Regions from separate parts of the Gasterosteus aculeatus genome. Here region 1 is linked to region 2. Evidence: chromatin contacts called from public Hi-C data. All regions are on one chromosome and are shown on one strand. The core of a region is the stretch at or near the end of the contact, and the rest is flanking DNA. Distances in the headings are between cores, read along the strand shown. Region 1 overlaps fhod3b (formin homology 2 domain containing 3b). Region 2 holds the start of LOC120811204 (sodium-dependent neutral amino acid transporter B(0)AT3).

Region 1 (4,383 bases), core at 1,516-4,015, 39 kb before region 2:
AGGTAAAGGGAAAACAGGCAGTACAATATGGAGGAGTGAGAAGCCGACGAAATGACAGCTCTTACATGTAGTACAAGTTTCCAAAAGCCTGTCATTCGCATCCTTGTCTTAGCCTTTTACCCCATGAAATATATCTGTCTGAGTTAGGGACAAGGCCAAGTTCAGGTGGAGCATCAAACATTATACTTCAGAGTCCTTGGGGATGGGGGTCATGTTCATGTTTAAAACTGTCTCATGCAATATCAGTACTTTGTCACAGATATCTGCCCTTTCATCTTCTGTTTTCTTTTCAATAATGGAGAAGGTCAACCATGAACAGGTTGCAGGCATTTAAGAACATCCATCATCTAATTGAATGAACGAGAAAGAGGGTAAAACCTGATGGAAATGTCCATTAAAAACCGTGAGGGTTACGTACACTGTGACTCCTTGGAACAAGGAATTACGAGGAAATAGCAACAGAGGTGTCTCAACTGCGAATTTCTAGACTTATCTGTAACTTCTAACCACAAAAGTTGGCCTGGATGTCATTTGGTCTACAGTTAGATTATGAAATGCACATGAAATAAATAAACAACAGATGATGATCTGGTTCAAGTTGCTTGACACATATTTGTGAAAACATCAGGGAACATCTTGAGCAAAAAGATAAATGAAAGAAAGTTAAAAAAAAAAAATTAAAAAAGAGAGGAGGGGAAATTAGTTTCATGATTTGCAATATCCTGCCAGAACTTTTATTGGCTACTTAAGCATGTGTGACCTGCCCCCTCACAGCAGGCTGTTAAAGGGTAGTGACCTTGCAGTGAGTGCTATGAATCCTTTGGTCCTCTAGTTTCCCTGCACCTCCCCAACCTCGACTCATGTGACCTTTCACCTTACCAACATGGGAACGATAAATTAACCAGCTGCTAAACTTGGCCGAACTTCCATTATGTGCGGCACACGTTTTAGCTTGTTTATACACTTTAGGTGTGTGTGTCAGAAGGTGGACAAGCACAATCATCAATTTACATGGTGTATGTAAACACATATGGTTCCGGATAGGTTTATGGGAGGAAACGTGTTGCCAGATTGATTGATAACATCCTCGATTAGCACGTGTTGTAGATTGAGGTGTGAGAAAGTAGAGGAGGAAAGCATTTATTAGAGTTTACTGGTGATAGGGAATGTTGCCGTACCCCTGAGGATGTAATTCTGGTAGTTCTGGTCCGCTTCGGCGCCCACTTTTATCAAACACGTCAGTCCTTCCTCCACCACGAACTCGTGCACCAGGTCCTTGTCATCCTGAAAAAAGGTCGAGGACAAACACGGGAATACTGTCAAAGACAGAACCACAGACTGTATCGTTTGAAAAGCCATTTCTATTAAACAATAACATGTTTTTTTGTTTCACCCCCCCCCACGGACCCGCTATTTAAATATATATATATATATATAAACATTTCTCATGTCAGCCTTCATAAAATCCCTTACTTGTGTACATTGTGTACATGTGTACATTATTAATCAATACTAATTGATAATAACAATCATACCCTAATCCATGACTACAACATGTACAATGCACTACAGCAATGTAGAAAAGTTATAGTGATTTCAGGCCAGAAGGATATTTTATTCCACAACGAGAATAATCAATTCACTCTTCGATGGAATCCCCACAAAGCTCAAAAAGTGAGCTATTCTAATCTATTCTGGGCCTGCACAAACGTCTGTTGCTCTCTTTTCCATCCAACTGTCGGTCAACCCTCCCCCTCTCTGGCCGCCTGCCTGCCAGGCCAGCCCCGCGTGTGAAGTATGACCAGACCCGAACACTCCACAGCTGCCACGAAGGCAGACTCTGAGCAACACAACTCTGCCCCGAGAAAACAATGCCGTGTCCAGGTTTGAGTGTCCATGTGTGCGCGTTCTTGCGTGTTAGTGTGTGTGAACTTTCAAAGGCATAGTCAGAGCCCTGGTGAAAGACACTTCACGTACTGACGAATGCAGCCATTCATCACAAACAGTCAAAACACTGGAATTCGCTGGATGCATTAGCTGGAGATTGTAAAAATGTATTTTGTTATGGATCGAGCGTAAAGGAAAATACTTAATATAAATATATAATTACCTGAAAGATCTGCTTGAGGGAAAAGAGGGCTCTCCGGAGCTCCCGTCCAGTTGAATTGTAGAGTTTCTCTGTGGGAGAGAGGAAAAGAAAAGTCAGCCGACAGTCAAAAACACGGTATCTTTCGACATTGTTGTCTACAAAAAGTGAAAAAAATGAAATTGACACGACGTTCAGTAACGTTGTCATTTCCGTTGCATCACTTGTTTCCACGTTGAACTACACATTTTCCCCTCAAAATCACATCTTCATGCACACATCATTTGCAGCATTATACCCTATAGTTCAATGCGAAATATGTCCTGCAAAAGCAACAGTGAGACCAAAATAACAGTAGGAACAACTTAGAGCACATCTGTAGAGAGTTAGTGAATAGTGGATGTTTCCCACTGACAAAGTCGTCTCAATAGCTCCCCATAATACAAAGTCAAGGCAGAAACCTGAGCCAATAGCCAACACAATGGCTAAAGAACAATACACCCATTAATCAGTTATGGAAACACCAAAGAGCACTCAAGGAGGGGTATAATCTATGACAGATGCTTGTGATTGGGGCAAACATCCACTGCAACTACTTTGATGATCCTTCACCCTGGGTGCAGCCCGTGGAGTCTGCCAGGGAGCGGCAGTGTTGAGCTCCATCCTTGCGGCCCACTCGTCACTGCCGAGCGAACTCCCGCTGACTCAGCAAAACCCTCCTCTTTGCTGCAGCAGATAAAGCGCTACACAGTACAGCTCAATCCACAGCAGTGCAGTACAGTGTGGTACTCACTCTGAATGCGTCTGCTTTCTTTTTCATTGGGTTTTGGAGATACGTTCTTGCTAGATATGTCTTGGTCAGCAAACAACTGACAGGAGACTTGCATTGCATACGAACATGGCAGGAACACAGCAAGGTAGTTTTGCACATTCTACGTAAAGGAGCCGTTACACACATATACAAGACACTGAAGATGCATCTGTAAAGCAGACGACGTGGTACTGGGCCATATGTGGTTAAAAGGCTCCCATTCGACGAGGTTGCATATTGCAATCAAACCGTTCCAGCAGAGTTTTTTATCTCCGGATGATGCTGTGCTTCAAATTTATGACTCTAATGGTATTTAGTAGGAGTGCAGGCGAGGTTCTTTAAACGTTTTGTGCACTCAGTGCTATACATGGTTGGGATGTATAATAAGCAGGCGAGTGTTGGTCTTTTACGGCACAGCCAGTCACTGGCAACATTCACTAGGAATAAATCGTCCAGAGGTATTTCCAGGGGAAGCCGTGCAATGTCGGTGATTTATGTCTTTACATATGTCAGGAAGGGACTGTATGTGAAACTCCCAGGCTGAATATCTTCCAGTTGCCAAGTTGCCATCATCATTTAAATCCCCTTTCAAAACCGACCCAATACATGCAACAGCACTAAAATTCTGATTCTGTTTTATAATCATCACCATTTTGGTTCCAACACTGTAACTCTACTCATAACAGTTATTTATGAATAAACGATATCTCACTGATGTAGAAACACCCCCAAGGGGTTAAACATCCCCATGTATTTGTTATCCTTCCTTTTATGCACAAAGATGCTCTAAAATGAATGACTTTGACATTTTTAGATTGAATGTATGGTTGGTTCTGCATCATGTAGAAAGCAGCTAAAGCTTTTAAACGTCTGCACCCTCCCCTGCAGGTCAAGGCAGGGCCCCATCCATTGCCCCCCTACCACCGGAAGATGACTGGGAGTTTAGATTAGGGATCTCTAAACAGACAAAACTCTTTGTTCGCTGGAGCGAAAAGCCAGAGGAAGATACCCTGGGTTACTCATCACACCTTCACCGTAGAAACAAGCTTGATTTGTGGTCCCAGTTCAACCCAAGTCTTGAATCAGTTTGCTCTTTTCCCTCTTAAAGCTGTAACTGCACTTCCTCCTGGACATTGAATATTAATCGGCCAACGGTAAATTACACCCGGCTCCCGCTGGACAGCCATGTGATGCATCAGCACCTGGGCTACTAGTGGGTTTGAATAAAGCCCGGGCACATGTTGTGTGTGTCCTTGTGTTTGTGTGTGTGTGTGTGTTAATCAGCAACAGCATGGCAGTGGAAATTCCTCCACGCAGAGTTCCACTGCCATTTACCTCAATAAAACTGTCAGAAAGTTATTACTGCCTAACACTAAATGAAGCCCATCTGCAGGAACAGACAGTTCCTTCCCTGTCCCTGCTCCCAGTCCACACAACGATGCACCTCCTGGAGGCCCATCTCTAATGAGAAATAGCTCAGTGGAGA
Region 2 (4,436 bases), core at 894-3,393:
CATGCCGAAAAAAGTAAAGAAATAGTGTACATTACATTAAACGTTAAATACCGATTCAAAAACATGGTGGCAGCACATTTTCCGAAAGGCGCTTCAAAGCGTGTCTGCTGTCCCGACTGTTCAGTTTTTGATGCACAACAAGCATTTATGGCTCGAATCCACGTTGTTTTAAAACATAATCCTTGGTCATGATGTCTTTTGATGTTTGAACCCCACCAACAGCTCAACGTAATTCATGTTTGACTTTTAAACAGCAGCGCGGCCCGTATGCCATCCCATGCACGAACCCTTGCAACACACGTGTATAAACAACCTCCCCTCCCACACACACGTACAGATCACCCCTCTGGAGACTACAGACTGAAAGTGACTGGAGCAGCCCAGAGACCGCATATGTTAGCGGTTTTGACTCCCTCGACACCACGTGTTAGCAGCGTGCAATTTATACCGGATAGACCTGCACCCGAGAGACAACAGTTTTGCTATCGAATGCATGCGCATGCACGCGCTCACGCCAAAGTCCCCTCTTCAAACTGCTGAGGGTCAGATCTTGAGACCTCAATGTGGGTTTCGGCAGCTCTCTGTCTATGCGGTCCAGCTGGCCTACTGCTAAACTGAGGACACTCCCCGTGCGAAGTACATCAGCTCTTTGTTTGGGTTTTTAATTCTGCCCGCTTCCCTCTCCTCTCTCAGACGGTGGAAAGCGTTGCCGTCGCATCCTGCTGGTCAGAGTGAGATCGGCCGCAGAATGAGAACCAGGCTTGCGGTCATCCACAGCATCCTGAGGCTTCCGTGACTTATCTTACCAGCTCTACTCAAACAAGATGGAGTAGCATTGATCTGACAGAATGAAGGAAGACCCTAATTAACTTTCCATTTACGTGACTTCCCAACCAGATTGAGATAAATGCTTAATAAAAGACTAGGACGGCCCCTTTGCTTTGTTTGAATTTGAAGGTCAGTGGATGAACACACTGTTTGGATTCACTTAGTACAATCGGAAGGCAGAAACTGGCATTTCTCAAAACAATTAGTCTTCAGAGGCCTCTAAAAATAAAAAATAAATGAAAATGGGCTTTGAGTTTACATTTTTTTGACCCTGCATTTCTTGAGGAAACACAAACAGGGCAATTTAGACCATACCAAAGAGCTTAAACTGGCTGTGCAGTTGTAGTTTTTGGGAGGCAAACTGTTGAAACCAAAACAGACACAATGCAGCTGACCAAACACCACAAGGAAGACGTGCAAAACGCATTATGCTTCTAACTAAGGAAATAAGAAGAATATGCCAGTAAGATGCCAAATAATGTGTTGTGTTTCCAACCGGCTTCAGAAGTTGCATTGAGATCAGATGGTTACAAACTCGAATCCCCATTACCCTCTTCGATCCCTCAACAACGGACCAGCTGGGCATTCGACACCAGGCTCTATTTGGGGCGTTAAGGCAAGAGACACCTCATTGAAAGTCGATGAATGTTTAAAAGTGGACAAACAAAGATCATTCATTGTCATTCATTCATTTTCAGTCAACCCCCCATTGCATTATCCTGTTGTATTTATTGATTTTCTCTCACAAAAACAAATAAAGGGCAGAAATGTTATTAAAAGTTTGAAATGCTCTCTCTGAAACTGGCAAATGGATAATAATAGAACCGGTCAAACGGAGAGTATTGGTGCTGTGGTTGAGGTAAACATTAACAGAACCCTGCTGAATAATGGGTTTCTAAATCGTTCTTACATCACTTAACCACCTGATATTCCATGTGATAGAGATATCTTATCTATATGCTTGTCCTTAAAGAATGTTGATGCTCCATCAGCCACTGGATCTATCAACAGTCCATTAGGTTTGTTTACCGGTAACCCCACCAACATGTTCACATAATAATTAATGCAGGTCTTAACTTTCCTCTGAGCTCAAGAGACAATAACAAAATCCGCCGAGAGATTAATAAGTATACTGCATACCTTCTGCGGGGCTTTTAGCAGCCTGTGGACTCCAGCAATCTGATTGATCAGAGGAATATCTTCCCTGAACGTGTACAGAGGTGGCCTGGTGGGCTCGGGGAAGTTGGTGCTGTTAAATGGATCAGTGTCATCTAAGAACTGCACCCTGCACAGAAACGTAGCCATGGTGCATCCATGCAGGACGATTTTGGACAAAATAGTGGATGCGACACCACCTCTGAAAGACAGGAGACCCCCCACTCCCCTGCCCCCTGCCCCCCCCCCCTCGCCTCCCCGGGGCAGCGAACTACCGGCAGGTCTTCTGCAGTAGCGCAGCCCTGCAGCCCTTCTGTTATCCTTGGACCTTCTCCATTCGCTTCACGCCGCGCAGAGGATCAGGACGACACGCGGTCCAGATGTAAAGATCCAGGGTCCCTCATGGAGAGACGCGGAGACGCGCGGGGCGGCGCTATCCGAGGACATTTGCGGGCGTTCCGGGGTGCTGAGGACAGACTGCGCGCACGGGACCGCTTCACTCGGCGTCTGGTCTGTGGGAGCGATGGGAAGCGGATCCCTCCTCCGCCAGAGGACACCGCGGCCAGACCTCAGCCGGCCGGCTCGGCTCACGTTACCGGCGCGACGGCGACCTCCGGCGGCGCAGAGCGGAAGTACAGTCAAAACAACAACAAAGCAAGAAAAGCTGCACCTCGCGGGCAGCGACACAAGGGTGCAACTAAAACGGACCAACGTATGGAAAATATTCATTTCTTCCTATGAATGGAAAAATAACAATTAGAACAAGGGATGGATAATGTAACAATAAACTATGCAATGACAAATACTATTTAAAGAAATATAAATATGATAAAATAACTTTTTAAAGTCTTTGTCACAAACTATATCTCCGAAAACATCTTGTAAAGTACTAATGAAAAGTGAACAAATGATTGACAACATACTTGAATATGAAATGAGGTATTTCATATATTTATTAACTAATTGTGTAATAGTAAACATTCTCTCTCCATGACAAATGTACAAAGCCCAGGTCTGCTGACAGCTATAGGAGTTATGAAAATGTTTTTTTTTGGTAACACGCTGTTAACTGTGTTGTCATTCATTCTCCAAACAAATGTTCTTCTTCTGTCGATCTTAAAACAAGAGGAATAACTGTGCATTTACCTTTTCTCGTTGTAAATTTCTTTCCCAGTTTAAGATTAAAAGAATGCACACCTCTAACTGCTGCTCTGAATAAATCTATTACAGAGGTCCAGTGGACTATTAACATCTCAGCACTGCATCACTACAATACTACAGCGGTCATGAAGTTAAAACTGGCCGATCCTGACTTGGAGGAAAGGATATTATCCAATCAGCAGCTGCACAAGCTGGAAGACGCTGGAGGCCGATCGAAATGGGACAAGAAGACGCGGTACACGCTCACCTGTGTTAGGAATGAATGTCACGTATCAGTACAAGGCATTTTATATGTAGTGTTTTTGGTGAAACGGTCTGATAAGGAACTCAATACATGATACACGTTTTCATGAGTAACTGATGGTCGGTAATTACCGTTGAGTGAAATGACTCAAACAATGTGCAAATAGAAGTATTTTAGGTTATCATGAAACGATTTAAAAGTAGCCACAACATTTTCTCCTGGGCTCCTTATTACTGCTGTGTCATAGAAATCAACTGTTATCGCTCCTGTTATCAAAGTCATATTACACAAGCGCTTTTACTCAAACAAACAAACCATATTGCTCTTAAAAAAAGGCCAACAAGATTAAAAAATCTGATAAAACAAATGACGCCCCTTCGTCCACTGTTACAAGCAGGTAACAATCAACAGTCACCAGTTTCTTCGCTTTTCTTCAGACACAGTGGACAAGGTTTGCTTTATTTAAATAAACTGAAACAAAATGGACAAAGAAGTCATGGACGGAGAAAATGAAGGTTGTGAGCAGACGCAGGTTACAGAGAGACCAAAATGGGACAACAAAGTCCAATATTTGCTAACCTGCATAGGTTTTGCTGTGGGGCTTGGGAATGTGTGGAGATTTCCATATCTGTGTCAAATCTATGGTGGAGGTAAGCATTTCATTTACCGTGTGCTTCGTAATGTAACATAAGAAACGCCTTAAGTAAAGTAGACAGCCACATAAAAACAGTTGTACTTCACTGTGGCACGATAACACAATAGTCACACCTTATTTTGGATAACTACTTTTTGCTTTAGCATTTAATTGACCATTACTCTCTATACTAGCAGACAGGTTCTCAGATATGCAGAAATAACTTTGCTCTGACTTCATGCTGTACGTATCTGTTTTGTCAAGCACACTATTGACTCTGATCACTCAGCTTTTCAAAATATCTGACAATTGTGTTACATTGTGATACTTGGGGGGAGATGCATTGCAGTGGGTCTAACACCTTTGTTTCCTGTTTTTTCGTAGCTGTTTTACTTACTTACTTACTTAAGATAA

Evidence for each region. Hi-C and Micro-C count contacts between places; a contact is called where the count stands out from the background.
Region 1: a contact with region 2 is called in a Hi-C map of skeletal muscle, with 10 times the contacts expected there. The contact joins the enhancer-like site here to the promoter of LOC120811204 in region 2. A contact is called at or near these places in 4 of 6 Hi-C or Micro-C datasets (skeletal muscle, tail fin and whole body).

Annotation. Positions count from the first base shown.
Region 1 is chr20:10,731,178-10,735,560 of fGasAcu3.hap1.1, reverse strand. fhod3b (formin homology 2 domain containing 3b) reads right to left here. Exons shown (of 25, transcript XM_078095129.1): 4 at 2,111-2,178; 5 at 1,179-1,284. Among protein-coding and RNA genes, the nearest start is that of LOC120811203, 36 kb to the left of the region's middle. Within about 2 kb of position 2,765, at least 6 of the 9 cell types and tissues checked have open chromatin away from gene starts, as enhancers often do.
Region 2 is chr20:10,691,139-10,695,574 of fGasAcu3.hap1.1, reverse strand. LOC120811204 (sodium-dependent neutral amino acid transporter B(0)AT3) reads left to right here and starts at 2,143. Exons shown (of 14, transcript XM_078095132.1): 1 at 2,143-2,695; 2 at 3,214-3,351; 3 at 3,928-4,038. The coding sequence starts at 2,143. It overlaps fhod3b (formin homology 2 domain containing 3b), which reads right to left and starts at 3,178. Exons shown (of 25, transcript XM_078095129.1): 1 at 1,969-3,178. The coding sequence starts at 2,133.